2 separate regions of the Hordeum vulgare genome follow, and region 1 is linked to region 2. A link is a contact called in public Hi-C data. All regions are on one chromosome and are shown on one strand. Each heading gives the region's core, a stretch centred on a gene start, on an enhancer-like site or on the middle of the called end of the contact. The rest is flanking DNA. Distances are from core to core; before and after follow the strand shown.

What was found. A called contact is a pair of places that touch in the nucleus more often than the background predicts.
Region 1: a contact with region 2 is called in a Hi-C map of leaf, with 5 times the contacts expected there. The contact joins the promoter of LOC123407171 here to the promoter of LOC123410211 in region 2. A contact is called at or near these places in 3 of 6 Hi-C or Micro-C datasets (leaf and seedling) and 1 of 1 datasets of contacts at active chromatin or transcription factors (embryo).

The regions. Positions count from the first base shown.
Region 1 is chr7H:143,993,885-143,998,014 of MorexV3_pseudomolecules_assembly, reverse strand. It overlaps LOC123407171 (protein adenylyltransferase SelO), which reads left to right and starts at 1,626. Exons shown (of 8, transcript XM_045100248.1): 1 at 1,626-1,981; 2 at 2,092-2,201. The coding sequence starts at 1,664.
Region 2 is chr7H:143,677,263-143,681,753 of MorexV3_pseudomolecules_assembly, reverse strand. It overlaps LOC123410211, which reads left to right and starts at 2,929. Exons shown (of 2, transcript XM_045103118.1): 1 at 2,929-3,319; 2 at 3,608-4,378. The coding sequence starts at 3,733. The coding sequence ends at 4,149.

The sequences.
Region 1 (4,130 bases), core at 377-2,876, 320 kb before region 2:
AGCTATGGAGCATCACCCCCGACATCGAGGGTACACGGTGACGTTTTGTGTGTGAACAAGTGTCGTATTTTTTGTATGCCGACATGACCACGATTGATATGTATGGCCTTTTTGTGTGTGCTGGTAAGTGTGCCGACCAATGAAAAGTACGTGAGCATAAACTTTGTGATGTGTTTTTAAATGCTCGCATGGCCGCTGACCACTTTTTTCTATATTCGTTGTAGCGGATGACTGGTTGGTCGAAATACGAGCGTCCATCGACACATAAGAGCATCTACAACTGGACCCTCAGACTCTTCGCAAACGCTCAGGCAGGCCGCCCGGTCACCGCTTGGTCATAAAAAATCGACCTAGACGGGCCTCTCAAACCGATCTCAAATGCCCGGGCTGACCGGTACCCCCGTTTCCAATCCAAATATGGGCCGGATATGGGGAAGCCTCGGCGCGCCCACCTGGTCCGTGCTGGCCCGCATCTACCTCACATATATTCATCCCCATTCGCTCGCCGGACCAAACCCTAGCCACTTCACTCCACTCCCCTTCACTCCCATCCGCCACCCAAGCTCACATCCAGCATGGTTGGCAGCGGATCCGAGTCCTTCACCTCCAGATCCGTCGACCATGAGCTTGTCCCACGCGGCCCCGAGGAGGAGATGGCCGTCCGGCTTGCGCTCCACCGCTCTCGGGAGGCGGACGCATGATGGTATCGCTCAGACTCGCAACTCTAGGGATCCATTGCTTTCGCACAACCGGTGCTTGGATCCGACGTTGCTGCCTCACCGGAGACGACGCGGTCCATTTGGCGTCCGAACGCCATGGCAGAAGCGCAACCCCTCCGTTGGCGCGCCAAGCACGAAGCACGGTCGACCTCAGATGATGTCATGGCGTGGCGTGCCAAGCAGCCACGGGATGTGGCGGAGGCCCTCACTACGACGAAAGTTAGAGAAGTGGAATCACACTCTCCGACGCCCTGTAGGGTGCAGTAGTGCCGTGGTGGACGTCGACTCCTCCATGAAGGATCCGTCACTGACCTCATGTCGATTAGCCCCGTCCAGGTTACGGGTTCGGGCATGGGAGACGATGGGAGCTCGACTCGTGTGAGTCAGCTAGTGTCCTATGTCCTACTCTACCTCGTTAGCGATCAGACCAACACTATAAGGGGCGCAACCAGCCGCCGGACATGGACACGACGGAGCTGGACGAGCTCCGCTTATTACTAGTTTTACGTTGCATGTAATAGTATGAATTTAAGGTTTTTAATTTAAAATATTCAAATATAGACTGTATTATTTAAGACGTGATTGGTCACTATCCACGTCGGATTTGAGGATCCGTGTGTTGATGGCTAAAGAAACAAACTACGTTCGTTTGAGTCACTCTGAGTTTATCTCCACTTGACCGGGCGACGTAAGCATGGCCACGGGCACGTGTCCGTGGCTCCGCTACCCACACGCAAAAGAAGCCGGCCCGCCGGGCCAGCCTCGAACAAATCCCACCGTTTAACCAGGACCGCTCGCTCCTCCCACCCACCCCACACCCAGGCCCGGCCACGCACGCCGCCCTACCACAACGCGCAGGGCGACACGCCTGCACCGGATTGACCCGGACGGAGAGAGAGAGAGAGAGAGAAAAAAAAAGGCGCCGCACGCAGCACGCAGGCGCCATGCCCCCTCAGTTGCGCTTCCCCACCGTCCTCCCCAACCTATACCCCCACCTCCTCCTCCCCCGCTCCCTCCCCCCGTCCCCTCCCCCCTCCCGCCGTCTCCGCCTGCCGCCGCCCCCGACCCGCCACCCGCTCCGCCGCCTGCTCTTCCGAGGCATGGCCTCCTCCGCTACCGGCGAGGCGGCACCGGCCGCCGGGACGAGCGGCGCCGGAGAGGCCGCCGCCCGCCCGCGCCGCGCGCTGGAGGAGCTCTCGTGGGACGAGACCTTCGTCCGCGAGCTGCCCGGCGACCCGCGATCCGACAACATCCCCCGCCAGGTTCGCGCCCCTCGCTCCCCCCCTGCTTGCTCCTAGTTTTGCCGCATGGTGAGCATAGCAGCTAGGTTAATTTCTTGCCGAGTGTTTATCCCCGAGGTTTTATGTCGCAGGTGCTGCACGCTTGTTACACCAAGGTGTCTCCCTCGGCGCCCGTGGAGAACCCTAAGCTCGTGGCGTGGTCCCAGTCCGCAGCTGACCTCCTCGATCTGGATCACAAAGAGTTAGTTGCATATCCCAGCTACTCGCTAGCTTTCTGGCTATGGTTTCCATCGTTCTTGAGAGCATTGTGGCACCCCCCCTTTTGTTGAGGGGCAACTGGTTATTGAGACGTGCATGAAGAATTTTTTACAAATGTGTGTAATTTGCATTGAAATTGTGAACTCACCCTACTCTTGGTAGCTCACAAGTCACAACCTAAAAATGGTCGAGTGAGCAGTAATTTATGTGCGATAAAGGCGACCACACCAGACTGACTAGTAAGATTGTCTACTAACTCTTGTGCACTAAAGGTGATAGTTTCAGTGGTACTTTTAAACATAACAGTTAATTCTTATCCAGAATTAGTGTACCAATATTTCCCAAAGGCTAGTAAGATTGTCTACTAATAACTCCTGTGCACTAATGGTGATAGTTTCAGTAGGTACTTTTAAACACAAGAGTTAATTTCTATCCAGAATTAGCGTACCAATATTTCCCAAAGGGTATCATGTAGAAGATCTGTATTGTCTATGATTTATGAAGCAAAAGACAGACTTGCTACTTAAGTCAAAGTGCTGTTTTCATTTATTCAGACATATATTCACCCCACCCCACCCCACCACCTGTTTCTTTTTTCAAAGTTCACCACTAAGAAATTTCTGTTAAACAAAATGGTTATCGATCAGATATTTTACTATTTTTTCCAAAGGGTAACATGTAAAAGATCTGTATTGTTTACGATTTATGAAGCAAATGGACTTGCTTCTTAAGTCAAAGGGCTTTATTCATTCATAAATACATATATTAACTCCACCCCAACCCCCCTGTTTCTTTTTTGAATCTCATCACTACTTCTGGGGAACAAAAAGGTTATCAATCAGATATTTGACTCTTGACACCAGATCATTAACTGGTAGTTGAACAGAGTGATATGTTGTCAAAAAATCCAGCTGTTCGCGTGAATGAAAGGCATATAAAATACTCTAGGTAGTTCCACGTGGAACATCACATTTTTGTCTTATCTGCAGTTGCCATGAAACATTTGTTATTTGTATTGTCCGGCAAACAGTTATTTTTTTTGTTCTCATGGAAAATGCTAAGCCGAAGGTTAGGCCACGTCGTGTGCTGCTTTGTTTGGTAATACTGGTATATATTTATGTTGCAAAATGCCATGGACAGGGGTGCGTGGAAGTTAGCTATCCACGTTCCAGAGCCATGACTTGGTTTCGAGATCTTATGGGTTTCAACTCTAGCCTACCCCAACTTGTTTGGGACTGAAAGGCTTGGTTGTTGTTGTTGTTGTTGCAAAATGTTGGGCCTTGAAAAATGCTCATACTGGTTCTGGCATTATGCTCTAGTTAAATAATTCCGTGACGGAAACAAGTGAAAATTGTCTCAACTTTAAATGATTTCTAGACAAAGACAAATGAAAATGGTCTCAGCAAAGGATATAGTCAAGTTGAGTGATAATATCTATGGGCCATCCTCAAACCAGTTATCATCATGTCTTTCTGCGCAGAAGTGTGTTCACGTTTTAAGAGGTAAAAGCATCAGGTGTCCAGAAACTTGCTTGGTCCGTGATGATTTTGGTCCACAAACTTGCAGAAGTCGACTCCACCACCCACAAACTTGCATCCCAGGTGCAAAAAAACTAAAGCCAATCCTAAGCCGACATGTGGCACTGCATATTTTGCAGAAAATACCCTGCTGTGCTTGCAAATTACGTGTGGGATACGAGGGCCCTGCTGTTAGTAAACAGAGAGGAATTCAGAGAAAAATTAGGCACAGCCAGGATTCGAACAAGGACCCCCCCCCCTCTGGTAGTAAGTGCTGGCTAACCACTGCACCAAATCAATTGATTTGTCATCCGTGTGAATACATTGTTTATATACTATACATAAGACGGTGCTGCACCTCACATATTGCATGCATGCAGGGGCCGGCGTGTAGG
Region 2 (4,491 bases), core at 1,680-4,179:
GGACACATTGTGATCTATTTATTCACACATGTATTATTGTTTCCTGTTAATACAATTATGGCATGAACAATAGACGATTATCATGAACAAGGAAATATGATAATAACCATTCTATTATAGCCTCTAGGGCATATTTCCAACAACGCCCTCACACAATGCAAGGTGTCGTGATTCCGCTATAGGTGCCCTTGAAGGCGGCGACCGAACCTTTACAAACAAGGTTGGGGCAAGCTCCACACAAAGCTTGGAGGCTCCCGACAAGACCACGGAGCTTCACCCCAATGGAATGTGGCTCCGAGGTGACCTCAACCGTCTAGGGTTCTCAAACACCCAAGAGTAACAAGATCCGCCAGGGATTAGTGGGGGGAATCATTTTTCTCTTGGTGGAAGTGTAGATCTAGGCCTTCTCAACCAATCCCTAGGAAATCAACAAGTTTGATTGGCTAGGGAGAGAGATCGGGCACTTTTGAGCTTAGGGAGCAACAATGGAGCTTAGGAGGGTCAAAGGTAGGGTTCTTGAGCAAGAAGAACCCTTTATATAGTGGGGGGGGAATCCAACCGTTTTCCCACTCACAGCACGAGCCCAGTGGTACTACCGCTGGCTGCAGCAGTACTACCGCTCGCACTCCAGCGTTACTACCGCTGGCTGCAGCGGTACTACCGCTGCGCCCATGGTAGCGCAAAGACACTACCGGGCCAACCACCGCCAAGAAAGTCTTCGCAAAAAGTCCGACGAAGTACAGCCGCAAGGATGGCGGTACTGAAGTCCTGGAGCGGTACTACCGCTGACCAGGGGCGGTACTACCGCTAGGCCAGTGGTACTACCGCCAGCTCTCTAGCTCTAGCGGTACTACCGCTAGGGCCAGCGGTACTACCGCTAAGAGACCTTTTTACAAGATGAGAGAAACCAGAGATGGGAACAGCTCCAAAGTTGCAGGGAAAGGGGATGGAGATAAAGTGTGTGCGTGCAAGATTGATTCCACCCAAACCTTTCCAATACGGATCCCCTCTTAATAGTACGGCGTTCCTACAACTCAAATACCACCAAAGAGAATCGTAGAGGACACCGTGCTTCTGTTCCACGGAGGGTGCCGAATCGTCTTGTGCCTTTGTCATGTATTATCTGAAAGCTTAATGCACACGATTAGTCCTTTAAGGTACTGTCATCAATCACCAAAATTACTTAGGCATAAATATGCCCTAACAGCAAGGCCGTGAGAAGGAGATGCATCAAATCAAACACATTGCGGGTGATAAGTGATACTTACTATAATGCATCTTTGGCGGAAAAAAGCTTGCATTGCTTTCCCGAGTATGGCATTCTCCGGGCGTGTTTGCGGACCTCCCCAAGAGTGTTGCAGAAGCTTCAAGTCACTATGCATCCCAAGGAGGAGATGTCGAGCTGAGGTTGTTCTGGGAGCAGTTCCAAGCCCCTGACCAGCCCCTCCTCGTCTCCGATCAGCTGAAACAACCGACGGAACTACATCGGATGGTGCAGCCAGCCATGAAGGATCTCTGCATCAGGCTATGGCCTACAGAGCCGCTGCCCAGCAGCTACATCGGTCTCATGCAAAAACTAATCGCTGTTGCGCCCCGAATTGACGTCCTCAAGTGCTTTTTCTCTATTGTGTGATGTCTCTATTAAGGGAGCTCGGATGGCATTCACGAGGACCATGGTGCACTGGACGAAGTTGAAGCCCATCGAGATGGCCACCGCACCTCTGTCGCATGGAAAGGAGCATAGGCGCTCCGAGCTATATTCCCCAAATGTAATGGAGGGTGCTCGGGCGATAGAAACCGAGTGCTCCAAGGATGTAATCTTTGAATAAAAATGAGATCTTGTATTAACGGTTGAACCTTTATGCAATACAATGCTTTTTGCTCTACATGGTATACCATATCTTACTTTGTTTAATTTTTACTCCTGCGCGGTCGTTTTAACTTGAAAGTTTCCAGTCGTCGGCTTTAACCCCCTGGTAGACGCTATCAAGGTGTTTCCGGCTTCCATATTGTTACCCTTAGCCAACGTCTTGGTGCCGGAGGAGGCAGTGCGGAAGGAAATAAGGCAATCATACTAGCGGCTTTGATGCTTTCACTTAATCATAGAAGCTTGACTATAGGGACTGATGTGAAGCATTTGCACCCGAAGTTTTAAAGAAAATACATCCACTGCATCCTCCGAGAACTCAACCCCAACTAAACATGTTCATATGTCGGGACGGGCTTTTCGAACCCCAAATTCTAAGCCCAAGCCTAGCCCGAATCCCAAAAGTGCGCACTTTCTCAAGCCCGAGCCCAGCCCGAATATAGGCATGTAGCCTAAAATCCTGACCCGAATGATGTTTATCAGTGTTGTGAACTCGGCATGAAGCCCGAAAGTCTGGTCCAAAAAATGCAAAAATGAAAGCCCGAGCCCGGCCTGGCCCGGGTTTTCGGGCCGGGCTGTCCATTTAACAGGTTTACTCTCCGGTCCTAGCATCTAGCGCACACGTGCCCCTCCTCTAGCTAATAGTTGATTGTTGTGAGGCAGAAAATAGTTTGAAAGAAGTATCAACTATTCTTTTTACCCAGCAAAGAAATGAGCGACACATCCGTTATGGGGCAGAGAGAGCCGACGACTGGGATCTTGGCCGTAGCCCCTGGTTTTCTCGGCTGTCAGTCTTGGGATCCCTCCTGTCCGTCCTCCCGTCGCCACCGTTTTTGAATCCCTCGAGAGCACATACGCACCAAACACCAATGAAACAGTAGCCCGGCCATCACGCAGCGGTAACCGCGCCGCGCTACGGCTGCCCGCGCCAATAAACATTTGGTGCTTTGTCAGGCCAGTTGCACTGCACCACGGCATAGCAGCAGCAGCAGCAGCAGCTCGTTTTCAACGGTTGGTAAACCGTAAACAAAGCGAGTGAGAGCAGCCGAGCCACGGGAAAGCGGCCCAGCAAAGCAAGCGCCCCCTCCTCTGTCCTGCGCGTGGTGCGCGCAGTGTGTACGCTGTCCCTGCTGCAGCTGCACCCGCTGTCTGGACTCTGGAGTGGAGGAGCTCGAGCTAGCAGCCGAGCGCGTCCCCCAGTAGGAGCTAGCACCACCACTGCCTGGTGCCTGCTGCTCCTGCTACCACCACTACCACCTACAGGCCTACTCATTCAAGAATCTCCTAGCTTTCCCCAAACTCCCACACGGCCCCTGAATCCGGAGATCGCAGCCAATCCATTTGCTTTCTTCACCCGGCAACAGCGGAATCCAATCTTTTCCTCACCTCCGCTGGGCCTGGAGAAATGGGAGCAAGATACGCTTCTTGAGCCGGATGCTGCTTCCATGCAAGGTCAGCTCCGCCATCCCGTACTGGATTGGATGCTTCCTTTTTCCTGATTAAGTTACGTTGTTTTCCTCCTTTTGCGTGTTCTGCCTGTCTATGGATGCGTTTCAATCTGAGATTTGATGGGGATATTTGCTGCTTCAACTTCTTGATTCCTATCCTACGGATCTCATTCCAACACTGAGATACTGATTATTATTATTATTATTATTATTATTTTGGTGGAAATGATGTGCTGGTACTTCAATCCAACCACAGATTAAATCGCAAGTTATTGGCCCATTTTTCTTGCAGATTTCTAGATCAAGGTTTTAGCACCGAAAAATCTTGCTTCCAACAAGTAACCCAGGCGAGCTTCAAGTTTTTCCGGTAATAGTTTCTCAATACATCTATAGAGAAAGCACTGCTCGATTCAAGCAATGGGTAGGGGAAGAGGCAGAGGAAGGAAGCCCATCGCCAACGGCAGGAGCCATGAAGACAAGGTGAGCAGCGGCGAAGAGGTCGTGCCTGCAAGGAAGAGGAGAGGGAGGCCCCAAAAGCAGCGCGTCCCCGACAAAGTCGATCTACCACCAGAACCCAAGAGCTCGGCAGCGGGCGTTCATGGCGATGCAGAAGGAGGTAACGCAGAGCTCAAGGAGAACGACCCTGAAGGCAACGGCAACAAGAGGAACAGGGCACCCAAGGAAGAGAGCTCGAACCTCGACATGGAGGAGAACAGCTCGAGCACCCGGTCCAGCAACGACGAGTCCACGACGACGACCCGGTCCAGCGGCTTCCGGCAGAACGGGAGCCGCCGGAAGAGCACGCCCCGGCGAGCCGCGGAGGCGGGCCTGTAGTAGCTGGAGGAATTAATGGAGCGGCGGCCGGCAACACGCGCTCTTGGATGGATATGTGTTAGGCAGCTGCATGCTCTTCAGTTTTGTCAACTTTATGGTTTAGTAGCAACCTTCGTCTTCATCATGTTTACATGGCTCTAGCTACATGGATGGATGTAAACATATACAGTGCTCATTGCAAACTATGGATGCTTTGCTTATGGTGATGAGAAGAGTCACTTGAAATTCATGGTTAGCTGCTCTAGGCTACTGTTTTACTACATCACATCAGTTGATATGATATGCTGTTCCATCACATCAGCATCAGCTCTTGCCAATTTTAGTCTATCTTTTGCACATTTT